3 separate regions of the Mus musculus genome follow, and regions 2 and 3 are each linked to region 1. The links are chromatin contacts, called in public Hi-C maps. All regions are on one chromosome and are shown on one strand. The core of a region is the stretch at or near the end of the contact, and the rest is flanking DNA. Distances in the headings are between cores, read along the strand shown.

Evidence for each region. A called contact is a pair of places that touch in the nucleus more often than the background predicts.
Region 2: a Hi-C map of uterus shows a contact between it and region 1. The contact joins two enhancer-like sites. A contact is called at or near these places in 1 of 484 Hi-C or Micro-C datasets (uterus) and 2 of 115 datasets of contacts at active chromatin or transcription factors (cardiomyocytes and fibro-adipogenic progenitors).
Region 3: a contact with region 1 is called in a Hi-C map of the G1E-ER4 cell line, with 2.6 times the contacts expected there. The contact joins two enhancer-like sites.

Annotation. Positions count from the first base shown.
Region 1 is chr11:30,159,262-30,162,970 of GRCm38.p6, reverse strand. It overlaps Sptbn1 (spectrin beta, non-erythrocytic 1), which reads left to right. Exons shown (of 35, transcript NM_175836.2): 2 at 3,526-3,677. Among named protein-coding and RNA genes, the nearest start is that of Sptbn1, 59 kb to the left of the region's middle. Within about 2 kb of position 1,685, at least 156 of the 459 cell types and tissues checked have an H3K27ac peak or open chromatin away from gene starts, as enhancers often do. A contact at or near this core is called in the G1E-ER4 cell line, fibro-adipogenic progenitors and uterus, where this site is marked.
Region 2 is chr11:30,578,969-30,582,688 of GRCm38.p6, reverse strand. All of the region lies in intron 3 of Acyp2 (acylphosphatase 2, muscle type), which reads left to right. Among named protein-coding and RNA genes, the nearest start is that of Acyp2, 69 kb to the left of the region's middle. Within about 2 kb of position 2,423, at least 35 of the 459 cell types and tissues checked have an H3K27ac peak or open chromatin away from gene starts, as enhancers often do. A contact at or near this core is called in fibro-adipogenic progenitors and uterus, where this site is marked.
Region 3 is chr11:30,620,233-30,623,965 of GRCm38.p6, reverse strand. The region is part of intron 3 of Acyp2 (acylphosphatase 2, muscle type); the gene reads left to right. Among named protein-coding and RNA genes, the nearest start is that of Acyp2, 27 kb to the left of the region's middle. Within about 2 kb of position 1,860, at least 3 of the 459 cell types and tissues checked have an H3K27ac peak or open chromatin away from gene starts, as enhancers often do. A contact at or near this core is called in the G1E-ER4 cell line, where this site is marked.

The DNA.
Region 1 (3,709 bases), core at 436-2,935:
TAGTCGGTGTGGAGGATGAATCGAGGAAAGCTGGGGGTCTTGACATGAACGAGGAAGAAACCCGCTCTCTTAGGCCATGGGCTACAGAGGCTGATCTAGTCTTCAGTGTCAAAGATGAAGCATACTCAGAAGAATTGGGCTAGGACAGTGACGGTGACTCTGCCTCATAATGGGAATACGTCGTCTTCCCTCCTCACCCAGTTTATACACAGGATAATGTTGCTCAGTCACTGAGAGGCCTGACTCTGGAGCCAGCCTGCTTGAGTCAGTTCCTACTTCACGGGAGGGTTGTGAGAATTATAGATGCTTAGATCTGGGCCTGGGCTATATTCACTGCTAAATAAGTGCCATTGGTTGTATTAAAAGCTAGAAACAAGACATTACCTTGGACAATCTGTTGTATAACCTCCTGGCACATATGTTTACATGTGATTTTACAAACCTCATCTGGGACGTTACTCATCTTTTTCATTTAGAGGATATTTTTGATTGGACCATGGACCTTGCACATGCTAGGCAAGCACTGTACCACTGAGCTACCCCAGTGCCCTCTTCCTACATGTTATTTTCAGTCAGGCCTTTACTACAGTGGTCCAGGATGACTTAGAACCAACCCACTGTGTGGTCCTGTGCTTGTACCAAGAGGCTCAGCTTAAAATTTTTAAGTGACTACTCAAGTGTTGAAGAGATTATTTCACTCAAGAAAGTGCATTTAGATGGCTTCTAAAGGATTGTTCAGCCTTAGATTGTATGATCCTACCATCCCTGATAAATTTCTTAAGTGATTTGAGTTGAGAGTGCTTCTTTGGTGGGGAGTGCAGCAGGAACAAATTTAATGAACAGTTAAAATAGTCTGGTTACCTCATTGACTACTTTACAATCCTGTTTGATACTAGGTAGCCTTTAGACAAGCTCTTTTGGTGTATCTGTATGATTAGAATTGGTAACAGCCATACAAGGCCCTTCAAGGGTACAGGGAGAGTGGACGTGGCAGGGGAAGCCAAATGCCCACCAACATTCTGAGTCACATAGGGTTGCACCTGCTTTTCCACTCTATCTCCAGCTTCTTGTGGAATGAGCATGCCTGCAGGCAACCCTTTCTACTGTCAAACTGTCAGGCTCTGATGTAACCCAAAGAGAAAGATGCATGAACAACACCCTAAATTCAAGTGTTCTTCTCCAGCTCATTCAGTCTGATACACTCAAGTTCCTGCTGTAATTAATAAAAGCTCAGAACCTTTAAACTGAATTTCTCAGTCCTGGCCTGGATGATTCTTTGTTATAGAGGTTACCCTGTGCAGAGTATTTAGCCGTGTCCCTGGCCTCTGCACCCTAGCTGCTAGTAGCACCTGTCCTTCAGTCACCACTATCAAAAACGTTTATAAGCACTGCTTCATGTTCTCCAGGGACCATAGTCAACCACTGGTCAGTGTGGCGTGTGAAGGGCCTCCATATTCATCTTACTCATTTGCTGTGATGACCTCATGTTCCTAGGACTGGATAACGCTGCTGCTCCCTGTCCTCCCACCGCCTTCCCCTGAGCTTGGCCAGCTGCAACAGCTTGAGCTTGGAAACCCTCTGGATTGTCTTCCATTGTCGCTGCCAACAGCCTTCTGTTCCTCTGCAGGCGTCTGGCTTATCTCCTCTAGCCTCTCTGGGAAGGGGGTAGGAAGAGTACAGGCATGATGTCATTTGCCTTCCCAGGAAGGGTGGAACAAAGGACTGGGTCTCTAGAGACAGTTCCCTCCCTCTACTGGGCCAAGAGGTAGAATCCCACCCCACCCCCTTTCCTGCTTCAGAAGTGTGTTGTTGTGCACATACTTTGTTGTAGGATGACACATCAGCTGGCCTGGCTTTGTCCCTGCCCTTCCTCTGTATAGGATGTTGTTCATGTCCAGTCCTTGGATAGAAGTTTTCTGCCTTTCTCAGTGTGGTGGGAGCCTTTTTTTTTTTTTTTTTTTTTTTTTGTACCCTTCTTCAACTTGAAACTGGAGAAAGGCACAGATAGGAAGAATTAAACCTCTCCTTCTTTTTACTTTTTAATTCCTTTCCCTCCCCCTTTCTAGAGCTTCTGAGGTACACTGCAGTTCTGGGGAGCCTCTTATGCAGATTTGGGTGTGGCTATTCGAGCTCAGTTTTCTCTGCCTCCACCCCTGGCCTCTGTCTCTTCTTGGAGCATAGGGCGTGGGATTGAGCTGTCACTGCGGGGCAGGGCTTCTGCTGATTCTGAACCTGAAAGAAGTCACCAGGGTTTCTTTAATGTGTGAGTTACCCCAAGGGATGCTGGTAACTGTGCAATAACATACTTTACACGCTAGCTTATTGAGAAATATTTTAACCTAAGCAGATTTCTATTTTGATCATCTTCTCTTCATAGATTGGGTGCGGTAGTGACTTTGAACCCCAAACCTTCATTAATAGCCTAGGATAGCCATCAGGATAAAGACATTTTCAGCTCCTTGCAGCATATTCAAGAAACCATAATTTTAAAGAAATTAGACCTAAAGATATTTGAATGAGGAATTATTAGTCTTCTAGGTACAGTCTAGGAAGTATCCCTCTTGACATGGTCCAGTCTACTCTTTCAGAACAGCCAAACTTTAAGCAAACAACAACAAGAACTACACTTGCCATTGTAGTGGTAAAGTTACCATTCATAATGACGATTGTAAGAATAATACATGTGATCTCAACCTCTCATAGTATTACTGGCATAACTCCTTTTGCTATGCCCTTAACTGCCTTTTCTTCCTTCCCACAGCCCCAGCCATTCTGTTTCTTTGTTTCTGATTAGTCCTTATCCATGAAGAAAGGCCCTCTTTTGGATGGATAGGCTTTAGGGAAAGACTGGACCTCAAAGAACTGCTGACTGCAGCAGGAGGCGCAGGTGTCTTGGCAGGTGCTTGGCTTGGAGTACATCAGTAAAAGCTTGCCCAGTATGGTCTCTGCCTCACTGCCTTACTATGCTAGGTTGAATGGAGGCCTCAGCACAGCCTTCCAGATACTAGACTGTTTACTGCTCCCCTGACCAATCTAGGAGCCCAGTACACACTGACTATACAGCCATCAGTAGGATTGAGTTTCACACACTATGTGCTGGGTTTTTTTCAGTACAGCAGTTGTTGGGGTTTCTGCTTATTCCATCAAGTTGTATGTTGTAAACGTCCATAAGGCAAGTTTGTACTAGGAGTAGGGCTTCTGCTCAAAGGGGCCCAGCTAGCACGGTCAGTGAAGCATGACGCTCTTAAGCTCCAGGGTCATGGTTTCAAGCTGCACAGTGGGATCCATCTGTAGCAGTGACTTAGTTTAACTGCTACATTCTGCTGGCTGCAAACCTGGGAGTTGACTGGTGCAAGGGTTGTCCAAATCCCAGTATTCCCAGACAGTAGAGAGCTAAGTGGGGGTTTGGTTGGAGTTTAGTTTTGCTGATGCACTCTTGCTGTGTGGGCCGTGGGGCTTTGCTGGCTTGCACCTGCTGTTGCCAGTGCTTGGTTGTTGGTAAAGTGAGTTCTCCTCTGCTTACAGATGAGCGTGAAGCTGTACAGAAGAAGACCTTCACCAAGTGGGTCAATTCCCACCTTGCGAGAGTGTCCTGCCGAATCACAGACCTGTACACGGACCTTCGAGATGGACGGATGCTCATCAAGCTACTGGAGGTCCTCTCTGGAGAGAGGCTGGTAAGCACAATCAAGTGGGGAAACATTTTTTG
Region 2 (3,720 bases), core at 1,174-3,673, 420 kb before region 1:
TCTATATCTATATAGCTGACTGTCTCTGTCTCTCTCTGTCTCTCTCTCTCTCTCTATCTATCATCATCTATTCTATTCTATCTATAAAGAATGTATATGTTCAGAAAGAGAATGATATAAATATATGTATAAATATATGCCATGTTTTAATTTTATTTTTTATATATAGTGTATGTATATGTGTGTGGGTGTTTGGCTGCCAGAAGTTGATGTTAGGTGTCTTCTTCCTTCCTCAATTGTTCTTCACATCCTTCCTCCCTTCCCTCTTTCTTCCTTCCTTGATTGCTCTTTCATTTATTTATTTGTTTATTTATTTATTGAGACAAGTTCTCTCACTGAACTTGGAGCACACCAATTTAGCTAGTCCAGGTTTAAGTGGACACTTAAGACTAGAACTGAGGTATTCAGGCTTGTACATAGTAAGCAGTTTAGTGATAACACCATATCCCTAGATCCAGACTGTTGTTTTATATATATATATATATGAATACATACATATATGTATATATGTATAAAGAATGATTTAAAGAAAATGACTTGTGCATTTTGTGGGGTTGGCAATGTGAAGTTTATTGGACTGGCTACCAGAGTATAAGTTCAGATAAGATTTATTGTTTTCTATTAAGTCTGAAGACTATACACTCAAAATTTCAATGTCACAATCTGGAGACAAAATTCTTGATCTCAGAAGTCTGTCCTTGCTTTTCATTTCTTCACCTATTGGATAAACTTCCCTCACATTGTGGAGATGTGTTTTTCTAGACATTAACTGATTGCAAATGTTAGTCACATTCAAAAAGTACCTCGACAGGAGAAGGGCGACCCCATAGGAAGCCCAGCAGTCTCAACTAACCCAGACCCCCGAGATCTTTCTGACAATGAGCCACCAACCAGGCAACATAGACTAGCTGGTATGAGGCCCCAACACATATACAGCAAAGGACTGCCTGGTCTGGTCTCAGTGAGAGAGGATTTGGCTAGTCCCTTGAGAGACTTGAGGCCTCAGGGAGTGGAGAAGTCTGGTAAGGATTAACGCAGTGGGGACAGCATCTTGGAAATAATGGGGAATAGGGAATAGGATGAGTAACTGTCAGAGGGGAATAATGACTGGATTATTAAAAAAATAAAATAAAATAAAAGCAATAAAAAATTACCTCTAGAGCAAGAACCAGCCTAGACTTTGACAAAACAATTGAGCACCTTAGTCTAGCCAAGTTAACAAAATTTGCCATCAACAATGCATCTTGTATACATTGTTGTGAATGTAGCAGTGGCCAAATTAAAGCTCTTGGTTAGAAATTTTTCTAACTTGGGTTCAATAGTCTATACAACACTACTGTAATGAAGATGCTAAATTAGACCTTAGTACTCTGAAGTGAATGAACAGGATACAAAACACAAAGCATACACAATAATTCTTATCAGTTTATTCATCATTTTTTCAATACTTTGTTCTTTGAAACTTGGGTTTTATGTTTTTTCCACACATTCTGTATTGGCCAATTTTATATACATACAATGTGGATTAAAAAGAGAAGACTAATCATCTAGCCACCTGATTTCTGCATTGCTAAAATTGTTACAGCACAGAATGTTCCAGGATCTTGCACAGATCCACTCTTATCTCATGGGCTGTGTTCCTCATATGGTTTATGTGTGCCTTCAGCCCAGGGAGACCCTGTTCCCACTTTACTCTGACCCCCACCATCTAGTTAGGGGATCTTTCAGGCATGCTTACTCTCGAGCCTTCTTTTTTATCCTCATATCATTGTCTTTCTAATTTAACTCACATTTTAAAAATTTCTTTTACTCATCTTCTTCTGCAGCCATAGCATGCCCCCTTCATTGTTTGTTTTTTAATGCCTAAATTTGATTAGTTATGATCCAAGCATTGATAATAATAAGCTATTCTCCATTTATATTTCTTATTTTCACTTTACATGGAAGCCTTCATTGTATTTTTTCTTTTTAAAGGTTATTCTTGTTTGCTTTTTAGATCTTTAGAACTGTGAATGGTAGTTTATTGTGTTTCTTTTTAATTGTCAGAGTTTGACGTCCTTTCCTTTGGCATCATATGGCTTCTATGATTGGGCAGAAAATTAGATTTTGTCCAGAGTAGCAAGATACAACAGAAATGACTTTCTTAGCTCTAAAGACTTCTTACTGCTGAGGCCTAAACTAATGTAGTGGCCTACAGGTTGACTTAATTCATTAGACAGCCTGCTGATAAGAAATTATGTTTAGTCTTTGGAAGAAGAGATAATTTCTTTTTTAGGACTCAGTTGGTTTCCAGTTGAAAGGGAAAGCAGAAGGAACACTGTCACTTGCCTAGGTGTTGAGTAAGACTCTGTGTGACCCATCAGCTTTCTGGGGTTAGTTAAGTGTCCACTGGTGTTGCTACAGCTCACTCTGTGGCTGTGTGTATGGATGAATACACAGTCGCTGAAGCTGTTTCTCAAAAAGCTCATTGGCTTTCACTTTGCTTTCTCTTGAAGAGCACTGAGGAAATGAGAAAACACTGCAAGGTTTTGTTTTTTTTTTTTTTTTTTGGCAAGCTCAGTTTTTCAAACTGTTTTTGCAGATGTATTTCATCAACTCTTAAGAATGGAGCAAGGAATGTTTTCTGGCTTCTAGGTTTGTACCACCCAGAAACCGAAAAAAAAAAATGTTTTCTTAAATTATGGTATTTGATGGTGGGAGGTACAGAATCTTTTTAATTTTTGTCAATTGTTAAGTTTAAAACTTTTAGGTAGTACATTTTAAATGTTTAAGTGGTATTTAAGTATTCCAAGCAAAATAATGCTGTTTTCCAGCGTGTATACTTAGTTCTAGATTGGCATTTGACTTTCATTTTGGGTTGTTGTGATAGTTGTTTTTAGTTAGTAGTTTACATGGAAAGAAGATAAAAGTGGTTCATGGTTAGTTTTTTTCCTGGAAAATTTTAAAACACTGTCCATACTGTTTTACAATTTCTCTTATTCAGAGTCTCTCCAGGGTGTTGATTCTTACTATTCAGTGGGACTTGGGGTTTACTAGTCCCCAAGTGCACTCCTCACAGAGCATCTCTGAGTCTTTGAGTCAGACAAGAGTGATGTGAGTCGACAGAGCAGCCTGCCATGGATGCCTTCTTCATTTGGCCAACATTCTTGTCCAGCTCCCACTTGTAATAAGCATGGGCACTAGCCTGTCTCCTTAGAAACTGACAGTTTCATAAAAAGTGAAAACAGTCCAGGATCACAACTGTTACAGAAATGGCTCCTCTCTGTGCTTGTGCTTCCAATGTCCTTGAAAGAGAGAGCGCTCTCTGGGCTGCACTGAGCTTTGAAGTTGAGAAACAAGTCAGAAGCAAAGTCATAGAAAAATCTACTTTGAAATTTTAAAAAAAAATAGAATTTAAACCATGCTTTCCTCTATCTTTTTTTTTAAGACTTATTTTATTATTGTTTCCATGTGCATGTTCCTGGCGAGACTAGAAGATCCTCTACAGCTGGAGTTACAGGCAGCTGTAAGGCACACAATTTAGGTGCTGGGAAATCAGATCCTCTGGAGGAACAGCAAGAGCTCTTCACCCCTGAGTCACCTCTACATTTCTTATCCTTTTCTCTAAAATCCTGGATAGAGCTAATGTGTGCCACATAGCAGTGGTCTCTAAGCTGAGGAGTACAGCCCACACTCTTGAATAATAAATAATTCCTGTGGACTTCTAGTGTTGACCGCAGT
Region 3 (3,733 bases), core at 611-3,110, 460 kb before region 1:
GATCCTGTGATTCAAGCTGTGTTAGCACTCCTGAAATTCGAGCCTCCTCTGGGTGCTGTGGGACTAGTTGCAGAGTTTGTGCCTAAAATAAACAGGGAACCTGGAAGGAGCCTGAGCCACTGGTCAGGTGGGATTCCCATGTCCCTGGATCCTGCTGGTCACAGTCACTCCTGGTGGTGTTGGAACAGATGTTGTGTCATACTCACCCCTGATACTATGATCTTGGGCTTGCTAAAGCGCCTGGGAATCGAGCCTCTTCTGTGTGCTGTGGGACTGGCTGCAGAGTTTGTGCCAAAGTTAAACCAGTGCAGACCAGCCTGTGTATGTTTTCTATGTATAGGTCTGAGATAGCTCCTGGGTAGGTGTGCATGTGTGACCAGCTGGGAACACAAAGCGGTATAGTAAAAAACTGTACACTGCATATAGTGCTCAACATGGGGTAAGAATTTACTAATAATTTAAGTATTCTGGGATGGAATATTTGGGCACACACACAAATGATATAAATCTAGGAGTGGTGAGAACTGTTATCTCAGTGAGCAGAACTGAGTCATGTGGTTCCAACGTGCAAAACTATATAGCAAAGAAACACAGCCACTGGCTGGGATTTACCCTCCTGGGAAGAGACAATGAGAAACAAACAATAAAGCTACCTACTTCCATCTACCAGATAAATAACTGATAGAGATTTATAAGTCTGATTTGTTTTTAAGGATGGAAGGGAATATATAGATTTTGCCTGAGCCACATGGGAATTTCTCTCTGAGTTTCAAAATTAATACAAAGAGCTTAAGATGAGAGGCAGAGAGGCAGACAGTAGACACAACAGATATTAAGCTTCACAGAAGAAAGAAGCTACGTAAAATGAATGAATAAATGATTTAAAGATATATAAATGTCTTGCCAGGACAATTTCTCGGGATATTTGAACATGTGCAACACCGATTTCTGAGATTGTCTGCTTAATATGATAAAAATTAAAGCCTATAAATAGGCTTATAAATAAATAAAAGAAATTTAATTAAAGTTAAATACAGAGATATATAAATATTGAGGCTTTTGATCTTTAAAAAAATATTTTGAAAGCAGAATGTAGAGAGCTTAGCCTATCTCAGAAAGTAGAAATGTAGGCTTTGAGAACTGTACAGAGAAAAAAAGGCATACTACAATATATACCCACAGAGATATTAATCTCTATAATAGGGAGAATTCAAATTTACACAGATAAATAAATAATTTAGGTCTTAATCTCATGAAGGGCAGGGCAGGAGACAATAGAAACACTGTCTCAATGGTTAACATTTGTTTAGATTGGTTTAATTACTTTAAACTGTTTTAAATATCAAAGGGAAAAAAGCTCTGTATTTGTATTGACAAGAAAGAACAATAGGCTCTAGACAACTTCCAGAAAGATATAGATCAGATATGATAAGAAAAGGCCTCCTAAAGGTCTCAAAAATTTTGGGAAATTAAAACAAGACAGATAAATTGATCTGAGAACAGCCCAATAACTGGCGTAGACATAAAAATGTCTCTAGCCAAAACTTCAACTAAAATGAGACAATAAATCTTATTGGTTATGGAATCCCTAAGATTCTTTATGCCCTCCTTCATATGGCATGAGTGAAGATTTATTACATTTGGTTATTGATAAAACTAACTCATAAAAAGACAGTTGTCTTTTACCTGCTCAAACAAGAAACAATGCATTTATGAAATTCGTAGGCAAATGGATGAATCTGGAGTATATCATCCTGAGTGAGGTAACCCTAATCACAAAAGAACACACATCATATGCACTCACTGATAAGTGGATATTAGCCCAAAAGCCCAGAAGCCCAGAAGCTCTGAATACCCAAGATAAACCACATGAAACTCAAGAAGAAGGAAAATCATAGTGTGGATACTTCTATTCATCTTAGAAGTGGGGAACAAAACACCCATGGAAGGAGTTACAGAGACAAAGTGTGGAGTAGAGACTGAAGAAATGACCATCTAGAGACTGACTCACCTGGGGATCCATCCCATTTACAATCACCAAACCCAGGGACTGTTGTGGATGCCAACAAGTGTTTGCTGACAGGAGCCTGATATAGTTCTCTCCTGAGAGGCTCTGCTAGTGCCTCACAAATACAGAGGTAGATGCTCCCAGCCATCCATTGGACTGAACAAATGATCCCCAATGAAGGAGCTAGAGAAAGGACCCAAGGAGCAGAAGGGGTTTGCAGCCCCATAGGAGGAACAACAATATGAAGTAGCCAGTACTCCCAGAGCTCCCAGGGACTAAACCACCAACCAAAGAACACACATGGTGGGACTCATGGCTCTATCTGTGTATGCAGCTGAGGATGGCCTAGTGGGACATCAATGGGAGGAGAAGCACTTTGTCCTATGAAGGCTCTGCCCCAGTATGGGGTAATGCCATGACCAGGAAGTGATAGTGTGTGGGTTGGTGAGTAGGGGGAGTGGGGAGGGGATAAGGGGAGGGTGTTTTTCAGAGGGGAAACCAGGAAAGGGGATAACATTTGAAATGTAAATAAAGAAAATACCCAATTTTTAAAAAAAGAAATAAAATTTCATCTTTTACTCTATACCCTGCACAACCTACATGAAAATCTTAATGATAGTAAAATTTGGGTTATGAGATTCATATATTACACCTCTGACAAGATTCATCCACTGGGACACGAAACTGACGTGCTGTTCCAGCTCCCTCCTTCCTGATGTTGTCCAGAGACTTGCTTCCAGTACAGCTTTAGGATTGCTGCTGCTGATTTCAGATGAACTCGCTTCATCCAACCTTTCAGACAGATCCAGTCAAGCCCTGAGCCTTTTAAACATACAGAGACTACATAACAGATGCTAAAGGTAGCTTTCTAAAGTGTAACCAAATTTTCTAATTTTCCTACCCCTCCCCACACCTTTAAAGAATTTTTGTCACCCCTATTCAACAGGAAAAAGTTGTGGAGTGTCGTCATCTTGATCCCTTGGGTTTGGGTGTCTGGTTATGGTTATTTTATAAATTATAGATAGGTTGTCGTTTTAAGAAATAATTTAGAAATAGTCATAATTTCGACCTGGAAAGAAATAGATGGGATGGATTACTAATTTTATTCTTGAACAAAACATTATATAGCCATAATCTTACATTGATAGAAATCTTTATAATTTATACAAATTAATGTTATAATTTCATATGTTGGTATGAAATTTACAATGATATAAAATTAAGGTTTTCATTAATATAAATCTATATGTTGATACAAAGTTTAAAATTAATATTGTTACTCTTAGATAGGCATTGTGTAGATACAACACATTTAAGAATACAAGGCTTTGACCCAGTCCTTTTAATAGATCTATTATAAACTGTTTCAGAGGATTAAGTAACACAACTTTACTCAAATAGAAATGGCTAAGAGTTATTGAAATTTAACAGTTCAAATACACTTAGATAGATAGTCTTCAAAAACATCAGAAATACACAGAATATGATATTTAATGTTATTTCATTATTGAAGATCATTTGACAATGAGAGACATCTGCTCCTGACAGCTTCCCCATTCTCCTTCAAAGAAGAATTCAACATCTTTACCTCTAGACGAGGTTACTTACCATGGCAAGGTAGCCACAATACAGAAATTGCCTATTTCAAAATACTGTTCAAAATGAACACTCTATGCCAAATAGTCAACTGATAGTTCTGCCAATACAGAATAAACAATCCTTTAT